Linked DNA regions of Mus musculus: region 1 is linked to region 2. A link is a contact called in public promoter capture Hi-C data. All regions are on one chromosome and are shown on one strand. The core of a region is the stretch at or near the end of the contact, and the rest is flanking DNA. Distances in the headings are between cores, read along the strand shown.

Evidence for each region. Promoter capture Hi-C pulls out the DNA fragments that hold promoters and counts their contacts.
Region 1: a promoter capture Hi-C map of liver shows a contact between it and region 2, with 2.0 times the contacts expected there. The contact joins two enhancer-like sites. A contact is called at or near these places in 1 of 39 promoter capture datasets (liver) and 1 of 9 other capture datasets (liver).

What each region holds. Positions count from the first base shown.
Region 1 is chr4:139,532,902-139,538,150 of GRCm38.p6, reverse strand. It overlaps a transcript of Iffo2 not described here. Among named protein-coding and RNA genes, the nearest start is that of Iffo2, 39 kb to the left of the region's middle. Within about 2 kb of position 2,525, at least 97 of the 459 cell types and tissues checked have an H3K27ac peak or open chromatin away from gene starts, as enhancers often do. A contact at or near this core is called in liver, where this site is marked.
Region 2 is chr4:138,997,733-139,003,387 of GRCm38.p6, reverse strand. It overlaps Tmco4 (transmembrane and coiled-coil domains 4), which reads right to left. Exons shown (of 17, transcript NM_029857.3): 7 at 5,337-5,364. Among named protein-coding and RNA genes, the nearest start is that of Gm33214, 19 kb to the left of the region's middle. Within about 2 kb of position 1,722, at least 12 of the 459 cell types and tissues checked have an H3K27ac peak or open chromatin away from gene starts, as enhancers often do. A contact at or near this core is called in liver, where this site is marked.

The sequences.
Region 1 (5,249 bases), core at 1,276-3,775, 530 kb before region 2:
GCCAAGGGCTTCTCTTCTCATTGATGTCCCACAAGGCCATCCTCTGCAACATATGCGACTGAAGCCTTGAGTCCCTCCTTGTATACTCTTTAGTTGGTGGTTTAGTCCCTGGGAGCTCTGGGGGTACTGGTTGGTCATATTGTTGTTCCTCCTATGGGACTGCAAACCCCTTCAGCTCCTTGGGTCCTGCCTTTAAAAAGCCACATCAAGCCTCTGTACGAGAGCAGTTAAAAGCTCCTGCTTGTCCATCCTTATCCCGCCTCCCAGCTTATGGGGCTCAGACCAAGTGGAGCCTCTGCCAGGAAGCCTCCCCAGATATACCAGCCCGTATCTGCATGCCTACACCAGCATAGTGACCACTGGCTTAGCCTTTTGTCGCCAACTCAAGGCTGGGGTCGCTCTTCAGGTCCCTGTCATTCCCCAGCACAGCACCTGCCACTCTGCGTGACTGGCTGTCCTAGTTAGCTTTCTGTTGCTGGGAGCAACACATTGACCGAAGCCGACTTGGAGAGGAAAGGGTTAATCTTAGCTTACAGGGTCCAGTCCATCCATCATTGGGGAGGCCAGGGTAGGAGCTCGGGGCAAGAGCTTGAAGCAGGGACTGTGGAGGGGTGCTGCTTACTTGTTTGCTCCCCACTGTCTTGCCTGCTCACCCTACTTTCTTATATAAGCTGGGTCCGCCTGCCCAGAGATGACATTCATTGCCCACAGAGGGCTGGGCACTCTCACATCAACCAAAATGGCCCCATGCCACAGACATGCCACAGGCCAATATAAGGAAGCAATTCCTCAGTTGAAGTTCCTCTTCCCATTGTGACTCCTGTTTGTGTCAAACTGTCACAAACTGGCACTAACTAACAAAACCAACCAGTACCCCAGCTCTCGGTGAACAGTGGCATAGCAAATAACAAGGAACATAAATATATATCACTTTGTATCTGTCGTGCTCTGCTGCAAGCACCTGACAACGAATGGCCCACCAGGCACGTACTTGCTGAGAACACACAGCAAAAAAAAAAAAAAAAAAAAAAAAGGGGGGGGGGCAGAGCCAAGATTTAAACCCAAGCAAAGCAGCTTCGGGGTTTACAGTCCCAGGCAGGCACCACGCCTGGCTGTGGAAGAATGAACATCGGAAGCAGAAACCAAGACACAAGTGAATGAACAGACAGGCAAGAATCTGATGAATGAATGCCCGGCCTGCCATCCTGATACCGAGACCAGTCTGCCGTCTTCACAGACACCTGGCAGCGGCTCTGACAAACACGCCCCAGTTACTTTCCATCTGGTGCCTCTTGGCAAGTTTTAGCTGGTGCAGAGAGAGTTGCCCTTCACCGGATTCTTTTACAGGCACCAACCAAACCCTCTCCTCTCCCACATTCCTCCATATATTCCCCTGAACACTGAGTACCAGGACTGTGGGGTCACTGAGTTTCAGAGCTGGAAGGAATAGATGTCCAGTCCACTTGTCTATGTTCCATACATGGGAAACCTGAGACTCAGAGGGGGCAAGCAACTCACCCAAGGCCACACAGCAAATTACTGCCAGGGTTAGGGTGGGCTCAGACTCCTGCCATCCATGTTCCTTTTCCTTCATAAGCACAGCAGCACAGCAGGGACCTTATCCAGGTCTGTGAAACAGAACATACATGACAGATCCACCATGTGATGTCACTCGGCTATTACTGTCACTTTAGGGAGGCTGGAAAGAACTCTTGAGGTGGTCTCAATCCCCCTCTCACATTTCCGAGACTCCCCCTTATAGACCTTCTCCCCCACAGGAGAGTCTCTGGCAGGCTGGGGCCACAGTGAACCCTGCATGCCTGCAGATGGCTGTAGGGCTATGGGGGCACACATTCCTGTCCCTTGAAAACCATCAGAGTCCCCTCTAAGCTCTGAACTGGGTGGGTCATGAGTCGGCTTCCAGATGCTGCTATGAGGAACACCAAGGAGGCAAGGCAGGTTGTTCAGGGCCCACTGTCAGAATTCACAGAAAGCCCGGGCTGTGGGTCGCCAGTCCACAGGGGTTGACATTCTCGAATTAGTGACTCACAGGTAGGGGCGCTGGAAAGAAGAGACAGGACGGACAGACACAGACGGCAGGCACAGACTGGAAGGTCCAGCCAGGGCCAGGCAGAGCCTCCCACTAAGCAGCCTTGTAACCCCCTTCACAACTTTTACAGGCGGCCAAGCAGTACAGAACAGGGAGGCACTCACTCACTCACTCACGTCTGTGTTTCCACAGAGGACATAGCCAGCTGCGGTTAGGCTCCCTCAGCCCTTCAAAGGCAAATGACACAGAGGGGGAGGGACAGGAGAAAAAGAGTGCTGGCTAGGGGCTGGTGGTGACTGAGGCTTGGGGTGGGGGGCTGGGGACCTGGGTGACAGTCATGGGCACTAGGATCTTGCAGGGGCCAGGTGTCCCCTGTAGCAGCCGGCAGCCAGGTCCACTGGTGTTTGACTGGGCGCTGTTAACACAGCCCTGGTACTGTATTGGGCCTAGTGACACTGGGGAGGCAGGCTCTGTTGCAGGACAGAGCATATTCCAGGCGGGGCAGGGAGGGGTGGACATGCAACAGGCTAAGCCCAGCATCCGGCCATGGCTCGCCCCACTTATCCTGTCCCAGGACTGAGCATGACACAAGGCTTGCCAGAGGGGGGGACAGTGAAGTCCTTATTCCTTATAAAGTGAGAACTGCGTGCTGAACCCGTCCCAGCTTGGTGGCTCGGCTCATTCATAGCAAAGGCATCTCTTTCAGCCCTTTTCAGCAAAGCCTTTCTCCACAGTAGAGGTGACATCATCTTTTGGTAAACACCGCCTTGAGGTCAATTTCCTTTGAACTTTCTGCTTCTGTTTAATCTGCCGAGCTTTGGGGAGCCGGGGTGGTGGTGGTGGCTGGCAACCCAGAGAAGGGCAAAGGTCCCCGGCTGAATCACAAGCCCAGCCAAGTTCAACTCCTGTCTGACGCTGCCACTCTCTGGCTGCTGAGGCTTGACCCATGCAGGCTGTGTCTTGAGAGTTTGTCTTGTGAAGTCACCGTTGTGGAAAGGAACCTGGAGAATGCAAAACCCTGCACCCTCCAATCCCAAGGACTTAGCAAAAGGCTCCTATGTGTCAGGTACCACACTGGTATAATGCGCATGCTCAGATTTACACATCTGCCATGTATGCACACATACACGGTGGCGCATGAACATATGTGCACATAAAACACACATACACACGCAGAGAGAGAGAGAGAGAGAGAGAGAGAGAGAGAGAGAGAGAGAGAGAGAGAGAGAGAGAGAGAGAGAGAGAGAGAATGCTGCAATCTGGTGGACAGGGCACTTTTGCACTCTCAAGTCAAATGTGTCCATAAACTAAGAATAAAGCCATTGGGATTGGTGCTAAGCTGAGGTCTGAGCTCAGCAGTAGAGGCCTGGGCTGGGTCTCAGAGCTCAGCACTTGCCTAGCATGTGTAAGTGCGAGAGTTCGGGTCCCAGCACTGAAAAGGCAAGTCTGCAATGGAGATTTCCGCTAGTGGGAAGCAGGCAGAGCAGATAGGATGTTCCAACGGAGGAAGAGCTGATGGGACAGGAAGTGGGAAGGTGGCCGATGAGAGCTATGCCCCAGAGCCCCAGGCTTCTCCCTGGTCAGTGAGAAAAATCCCTCTGCTCAACACAGTCACGGCAGAGCTGTAGGCAGCAGGACACAGAGCCAGGAGCTGACCAGTATGAACGGGTGGCTTCGAGGGCAAACATCATGAAATGGTACCACTTTAACTAATTTGGAGCTGTGACACTGTCATCCCTGGTTATGGTGTGGACAAAAGGCCACAAACACATCTGAAGTCAGTCTATCTGACAGTTGTTTGCTGAGATCTGATGAGCTCTAGCACTGGTTAGTTTCTGTGACTTAAAATACTTCAGTACAAGCCAGGCATGGTGGCGCACACCTTTAATCCCAGCACTTGGGAGGCAGAGGCAGGCGGATTTCTGGGTTCGAGGCCAGCCTGGTCTATAGAGTGAGTTCTGGGACAGCCAGGGCTATACAGAGAAACCCTGTCTCAGAAAAAAAAACCCAAACAAACAAACAAACAAACAAAAAAACTTCAGTACAAGTCATTGGCCAGCCTTCCCACAGCAGGCCAACTTTCGTCTGGCTCACTCCCGCAAGGCATGGCACCCATGAAGTTGCCGGAGAATAAGGAATCCACAGCTGTGACAATCCACATCCTTTAACTTCTGGGGCAGAAGAAAATGCAGGTCCTCAAACCAGGTACCTTTTCTCTCACAAAAAAAATATGTCTAGTGGGCAGGCCTTGGCCAACAGTGACCTGTCACCTGACCTTGTATCAAGCATCAAGAATGGTGGCCAATTGCTCCTAGAAATATGAATATCAGGACTGACAGCTCTGGGAATATATAAAGCAAAGAGAAGAGGAGGAGAGTGGGAAGGAGGAAGAAAAGGAGGAGGAGGGGTGAGCAGGGAAGGGGATGAGTAGGGAGGAAGAGTGAATGGGGAGGACGATGAGAGGGAAAGAGTGCAAGTAGAGAGAAGGGTAAGTGGGGAGGAGGGGGAATAGGGAGGAGAGGTGAATGTGGAGGAGGGTGAGTGGAGAGGAGGGTGAAGAAGGAGGAAGATGAGTGGGGAGGAGGATGAGTGGAGAGGAGGGTGAGTGTGGAGGAGGGTGAGTGAGGAGGAGGGTGAGTGGAGAGGAGGGTGAGTAAGGAGGAAGGTAAGTGGGGAGGAGGATGAGTGGAGAGGAGGGTGAGTGTGGAGGAGGGTGAGTGAGGAGGAGGGCGAATGGGGAGGAGGGTAAGTGGGGAGGAGGGTGAGTAGAGAAGAGGGTGAGTATGGAGGAGGGTGAGGAAGAGGACAAGTAGTGCTACATCTCCTGCAGAAGCTTCCAATGTGATGCTGTCTTTCATGAATGCCAAGTTTGAGCCATTTCTACCCTTTTGTTTTCTTTAAGACATAACGGGTTTAGTGGAAGGATGATTTAGATAACTCAAGTGTCTCTCTACAAAAAGCTGAATTAGGGGGATGAAGCTAGAAACGGTTCCCTGTCCTCTATTTAGTTTCTTGAAACTAGAGTTAAGCATCTCACACCATCCCCTGGGCTCACAGAAGGAAAGAGACAGGGAGGGACGGGAGGGAAAGCAAGGTGAGCGTCCCTAAGCATCTCTGGCTCCTGTCTTGTGCCCCGTAGTGCTCAGCCCAGGTTACCAGAGGCATCCAGGATTTCAGATGCTGATGATGTAAGACAGCG
Region 2 (5,655 bases), core at 473-2,972:
GTGCTCATCCTGCCCAACACAGGGGGCAATTTAGTCTCCCTGCTGGGCAACTGCAGCCAGCCTCTGGAGGAGAAGGATGCTCAAAGTGTCTGCCCAGCTCTGATTGGGTGAGTTTTCTGAAGAAAGACCATCTGCCTATCATTCCTCTATTCCCTCTTTCTTCCTATTCACCATCCATCCATCCATCCATCCATCCATCCATCCACCCACCCACCCATCCACCCACCCACCCACCCATCCATCCATCCATCCATCCATCCATCCATCCATCCATCCATCCATCCATCCATCCACCCATCCACCCATCCATCCATCCACCTTAGTAAGGGTGCTTAGTAAGTGGTGGGTTTTCTTAATACAAACACAAAAGCAGTGCTGGTTGAGACACTACATTCAAAGATGCCCCTAAGAGAGAAGGAAGCCATTTGAAACCCACGCACTGATCCTGTCAGAGCCTGTGCCAAGGTTGCCCATAGTGTGGTGGTGTATGTTGGTGCCCCCATGTGCTCATGGTGGTTTGAAGTTTGCTGATGAAATGAGGAGTAGTCACATGGCTTTCTGGTGAGAAAGGAAACTGAGGCAGATGGAGGAGCAAGGCCAAGTCAGGCCCGTCTACCCAGTGGAGAGGCAACGGGAGAAAGCGGTGGCCTAAGAGGCTGGAGACCTGGTGTTGGTTGTGAGCCAACTTTTCACTGTCCTTCTCCTAGAAGGCTCCCTTCCCTTTCTTGACTTTGGTCTCTCCTGGTGACATGAGATCATCCAAATTGACCTGAGACCTCCTGAGACTCAGGTCTGCAAACTGAGGCATGTGTCTGAAGTGCTTTACTGGGGGCAGGGGAGTCAGGTGGCCACATGAGCCCCTAGGTCCAAGCTTGGTACAGAGTGCGTGCTCAACACACAATGTCTTTCTAGTCACTGGGATTATACTATCAGCTCTGGGTTAAATATGCACATCAAAAGCAAGTTGGAAACTTAGTCCTAATGCCTGTTCGTTAAGTGGTGGGACCTTTAAGAGTAGATTAAGTCTGGAGAGATGAAGGCTGACACAGCCAGAGTGGGTCCCAGCCCCATTCTGCTTTCTTTCTCTCTTTCCTGCCCTCCCTCACTCTTACATTTTCTGCCTCCGGACACTTTGACATGAAGGCTCTTGCCAGGTGCAGGTCCCTTGATATTGGACCCGGCCTTTCAGAACTTGAAGAAGTTGATCTTTGTTCTCTGCGAGTTACCTGGTCTCCGGCTTTCTGGCATAGCACACACAACACAGTTTAAGAGGACACCGAGCTGGAAAGTTCACTCACTGGGTAAAATGTTTGCTGTGCAAGCATGACAGCCTAAGTTCGGATCCCCTGAACTCAAGTAAAGTTGGACACTAAGGAGAAACGGGACGGGGAGACAGGAGAATCTCTGCAAGCTGGTGGGCTGGCTAGCCTGGTGAGTGACACAGGAAATAACAAAGGCTCCCTGTCCCAAACAAGATGAAAGGTGAAGACCGACACCTGAGGTTGTCAGCCGACCTTCACATGTGCACACAATATATACATGCCCTGTAGCATGCTCCTCCCACAACTGAAAATATAAATAAAGGACTAAAAGTATCCTCTGGACCAGAGCCTACAGTAGTCTTCCGGGATCAAAGACCGTTATTGATGACCTTGTGAGCCTGCTGGGGCCAAGACTCCAAATTTCCAGCAAAGCTCTGGAATGGAGATGCAGGAAGGATCCCGCCAGAGCCTCCAGAGGGAGCACCATCCTGCTGGCTGCATTTCAGACTCTGGGTTTCACAGAGGACACAGCGAAGTCAGGTGGCTAACAGGAGCCCCAGGAAACTAACGCGGGCAGAATGGGGCCCTGCCACTCACAGAGTAACTTTGGCAGATGGCATGGTTAGCCTTATCTCTGAGATGCCTTCCTCCATTACAAAATCAGCAGGTCTCTCCTGAACTCATTCAACAGGACTTCGCTAAGTGCCTGCCTGGTCCTAAGCTTGACCTACTGGAAGCTTCCCAGGGGTGGAAAAGGAAGACCAACCCTAAATGTGAGCAGTCACATCTCAAGGACTGGGGAGCAAGCCTGAATAAAGGGAGAGAGGAGAGAGTGAGCCAGCTAGTGCTTGAGTGAACACCCACCTTTCCTTGCTTCCTGACCGCCAGTGTCACGTGACCTTGCCTCATGCTCCTCCCACTACAACCAGAAAAGCTTTCTGTCCCCATGCTGTCCCCTCTAGGATAGATCTCACCCAGAAACTATGAGCCACAATTGTTACATCTCAAACCCAGGACAAATGGCCAAGGTGCCTATTTAGCATCTCAAAGCAGACCTGGCTGCCAGGTTCTCCCTGCATCTCTCAGCCCTTACCTCTTATGGGCATGGCTGGCACTGCCCATCTTCTACCCTAAACTTTTCCAGCCCAGGGTGGGCTGCCCTTCCCCCAGCCTCCCTTCCCTGTATAATTCAGCCATTTTGGCTATCTGGACCTTTTGTCTGCTCTGTACTCTCCTGGCTCTCCCCTCCCCTCCCCCACCTTCTCATGTGGCCCAGCTCAGGGTTGTGTTCACTCTGGACTCTCTCAGATGTCCCTGCCTCTGACTCTGCTCTCCCTCAGACCTACAATGAACCTCCTCCACCATGCTTGGAGCAGTCAGGCTCCTTCCTTTTGATTTCTTTTATTATTATTATTATTATTATTATTATTATTATTATTAAAAAATAAACCCTTTCTTTCTTAAGCTGGTAGATTCTTAAAGACTTTATTTTTTAATGCGATAATGTGGGTAGGTGTTTTGCCTGCATGAGTGTCTGTGTACCACGTGTGGTATAGAGTATCGGATTACCTGAGACTGCAGTTATAAATATGGGTGCTAAGAATTGAACCCAGGACCTCTGGAAGAGCAGCCAGTGCCCTTAACCTCTGAGCCATCTCTCCAGCCCTGATAGTCTATTTTTAAGTTAAAATAAACAGACAAACAAAATCAGGGGAAACCAGTCCTCTATTACCATCAATTATGCAGCTGAGTTTCCCACATCACTCTTACTTACTGCAGTGGATGGGCCTCTGCCCCGGAAAAGCACCTTCCTGCAGTGTCTGTCCGCCAGGACAGTGTCCTTGGTCACAGCGATGAGAAAGGCGATCAGTGCAAGAAACATGTGGTGGCAAGGAGGGCCACAGCTGTCCCTGCCAGTGTGGCGTCAGGGTGGATTGTAGGCCCGTGGAAGAGTCTGAGCTGCAGGCTAGAGGATTCTAGAAGCCTGTACCCAGAGCTTAATGGGCTGTTCTGGAGAGCCACCCATAAAAGGCTCCAACTTGTGAAAAATGCAAATGTATTTGGAAAAAAAGAACTGTAAGCTATGACGCTTTCTCTGTGTGAACTCAACTTCCCAGGAAGTGCTTTCCCCAGATCAGGCACTAAGGGGCACAGGGCCAGCTACAGCTGTTTAGCAGTTATGCTGGCTGGTTTTATGTCAACTTGACACCAGTTAAAGTCATCTAAGGGGAGGGATCCTCAATTAAGAAAATGCCTGTATAATATCCATCCAGCTGTAAGGCGTTTTAATTAGTGATTTATGGGGGAGGCTCATCCATGGGCTGGTAGTCCTGGGTTCTACAAGAAAGCAGACTGAGCAAGCCATGAGGAGCAAGCCAGTAAGCAGCATCCCTCCGTGGCCTCAGCATCAGCTCCTGCTTCCAGGTTTCTGCCCTGTTTGAGTTCCCATCCTGACTTCCCTCAGTGATGAATTAGGGTGTGGAAGCGTAAGCCGAATTAACCCTTTCCTCCCCAACTTGCTCTTTGGTCACGGTGTTTCACCACAGCAATAGAAACCCTAACGGGGACAGCAGGTGTGCACAATGCATGACTTACAAGGTCATAGAAGCTTGCACCAAAGTTGAGGACTCTGGGCAATATGTGGCAGAGTTAGAGACCCTGCAAGGAGGGAGGCCTCAAGAGACCGTTGGACGAAGCTGTGAAGGTGAGGCATGAAATCCAATGGCGATCCCAAGAGGGCGGAGAAACCAAGACCACGGGAAGCGTGCCTCAGAAAATTACAAACACCTATTGAAGTGTGCAGGCAGCAGAACTGGGGAGTGGGGCTGCTGGAGCCTGCTGGAGCTCGGAGCCCAGCATGTGCGGAGGGACCACCTAGAGCTCGGATGTCAGATTCAGGGTTGCAGGAAATGTTCTCTGTTCCTTCTCTGCCTCCATCCCTTCCTCTTGGATTGGGCTGCCTACTCTGTGCCTTCGGATGTCGGGAATAAACAACTTACACTTTTGGTTTTACAGGGACTTATAGTTAAAAGGTCACCGTGAGTCTCAGAAAAGGCTTTGGGCTTTTGGACAGCATTAGGACTGTTAAGATGAACTAATACACATTGCGTTAGGAGGTGGCTGCAGGCACTGAAGTCGACGCAGGTAGAATGTACCACTAAAAATTATGTGTCAGGGTATCACGTTGAACGGGGGCGTGGTGGGTGGGAGGTGTAATGACTCACCCTCAGTGACTCAGGGCATGGCTGTGTGTTCCCAGACAGGTTACATGAGGAAGGAAAACTCACCCTACGTGGGCAGCAGCACATGGATTGAGGTCATAAAAAGGAGAGCACCGACAGGCAACCAGCCTTCATCTGTCTGCCTCCTGACTGTGGATGCAGTGTGACTGGCTTCCCCTGCCCCCTCCACGCCTTCTCCACTGAGATAAGCTATGCCCTCAAATTGTGAGCTAAAATAAACCCTCCATCTTTGCGGCATTTTGTTCGGCACACCAACACACCCGGCAAGTGAGGGCTGAATGGAATGAGGTAGGGACAGAGCAAGCAGATGGACCAAGGACAGAAAGTTATAGTGTCCAGCCTAGGGATCAAATGCAAAAGTGGAGGGGGACACCCAAGAAGCTACAAGGAGCCACAGCTGGGAGAAGCCGCCACACCTGGGGCTTGACTCTATTGAATGAGGAGGTAGGAAAGAGGATGAGCAGCCCCTCCCCCAGGGCCTCGGGCCACACTGGAGGGGCTGGAATCCCTTGCTGGGTGTGAGGCAGGGAGACAAGGGTGGCCACACAGGCCTCTGGAAACGTCATTGAGATCTCAGAGGACAGCAGAGAACTGGCTGGAGTGCCAGCAAGGAGGAAACCCCAGCTGTTACCTCGGAGGCCATGACACTGCTAAGCTCAAGGATGCTGGGTGGTGAGGAGGGGACAGATTTGAGGGTGAGGGGGCAGAAATCAAACAAGCCGGGTCAATATCACATGGTGCTCATCAAAGACATTGGGCGAGACATAGGTGTGGCAGGGTCCCCAGCCTCACTGCGTGTGGACCACACCACAAAGGCAGCAAATCCACTCACCATTCTTGAGTGAGAAGCTCAGGAGGTCCTGTGGGAAAAAGGAGACAGAAATCGGTGAGGTGCTGACACGCCACCACCCAGCTCATGGGACAGCTAAGTATTAACTCCTACCAAGTGGAGATGGCAAAAGCCCTCCACCCTACAGTACAGTGGCAAGCCAGGTGCCAACTGGGCACGTGGGTGAATATGCAGGCCGCGGTGAGGAGGGAAAGGCCCTACATCCTGCCTGTGCACGTGGCTATCAGAAGTTGGTGCCACAAGCTCTGCCTACTGAAACTGCACTCAGAGAGGGTGAGCGACATGTTCAAGGGCACACAGC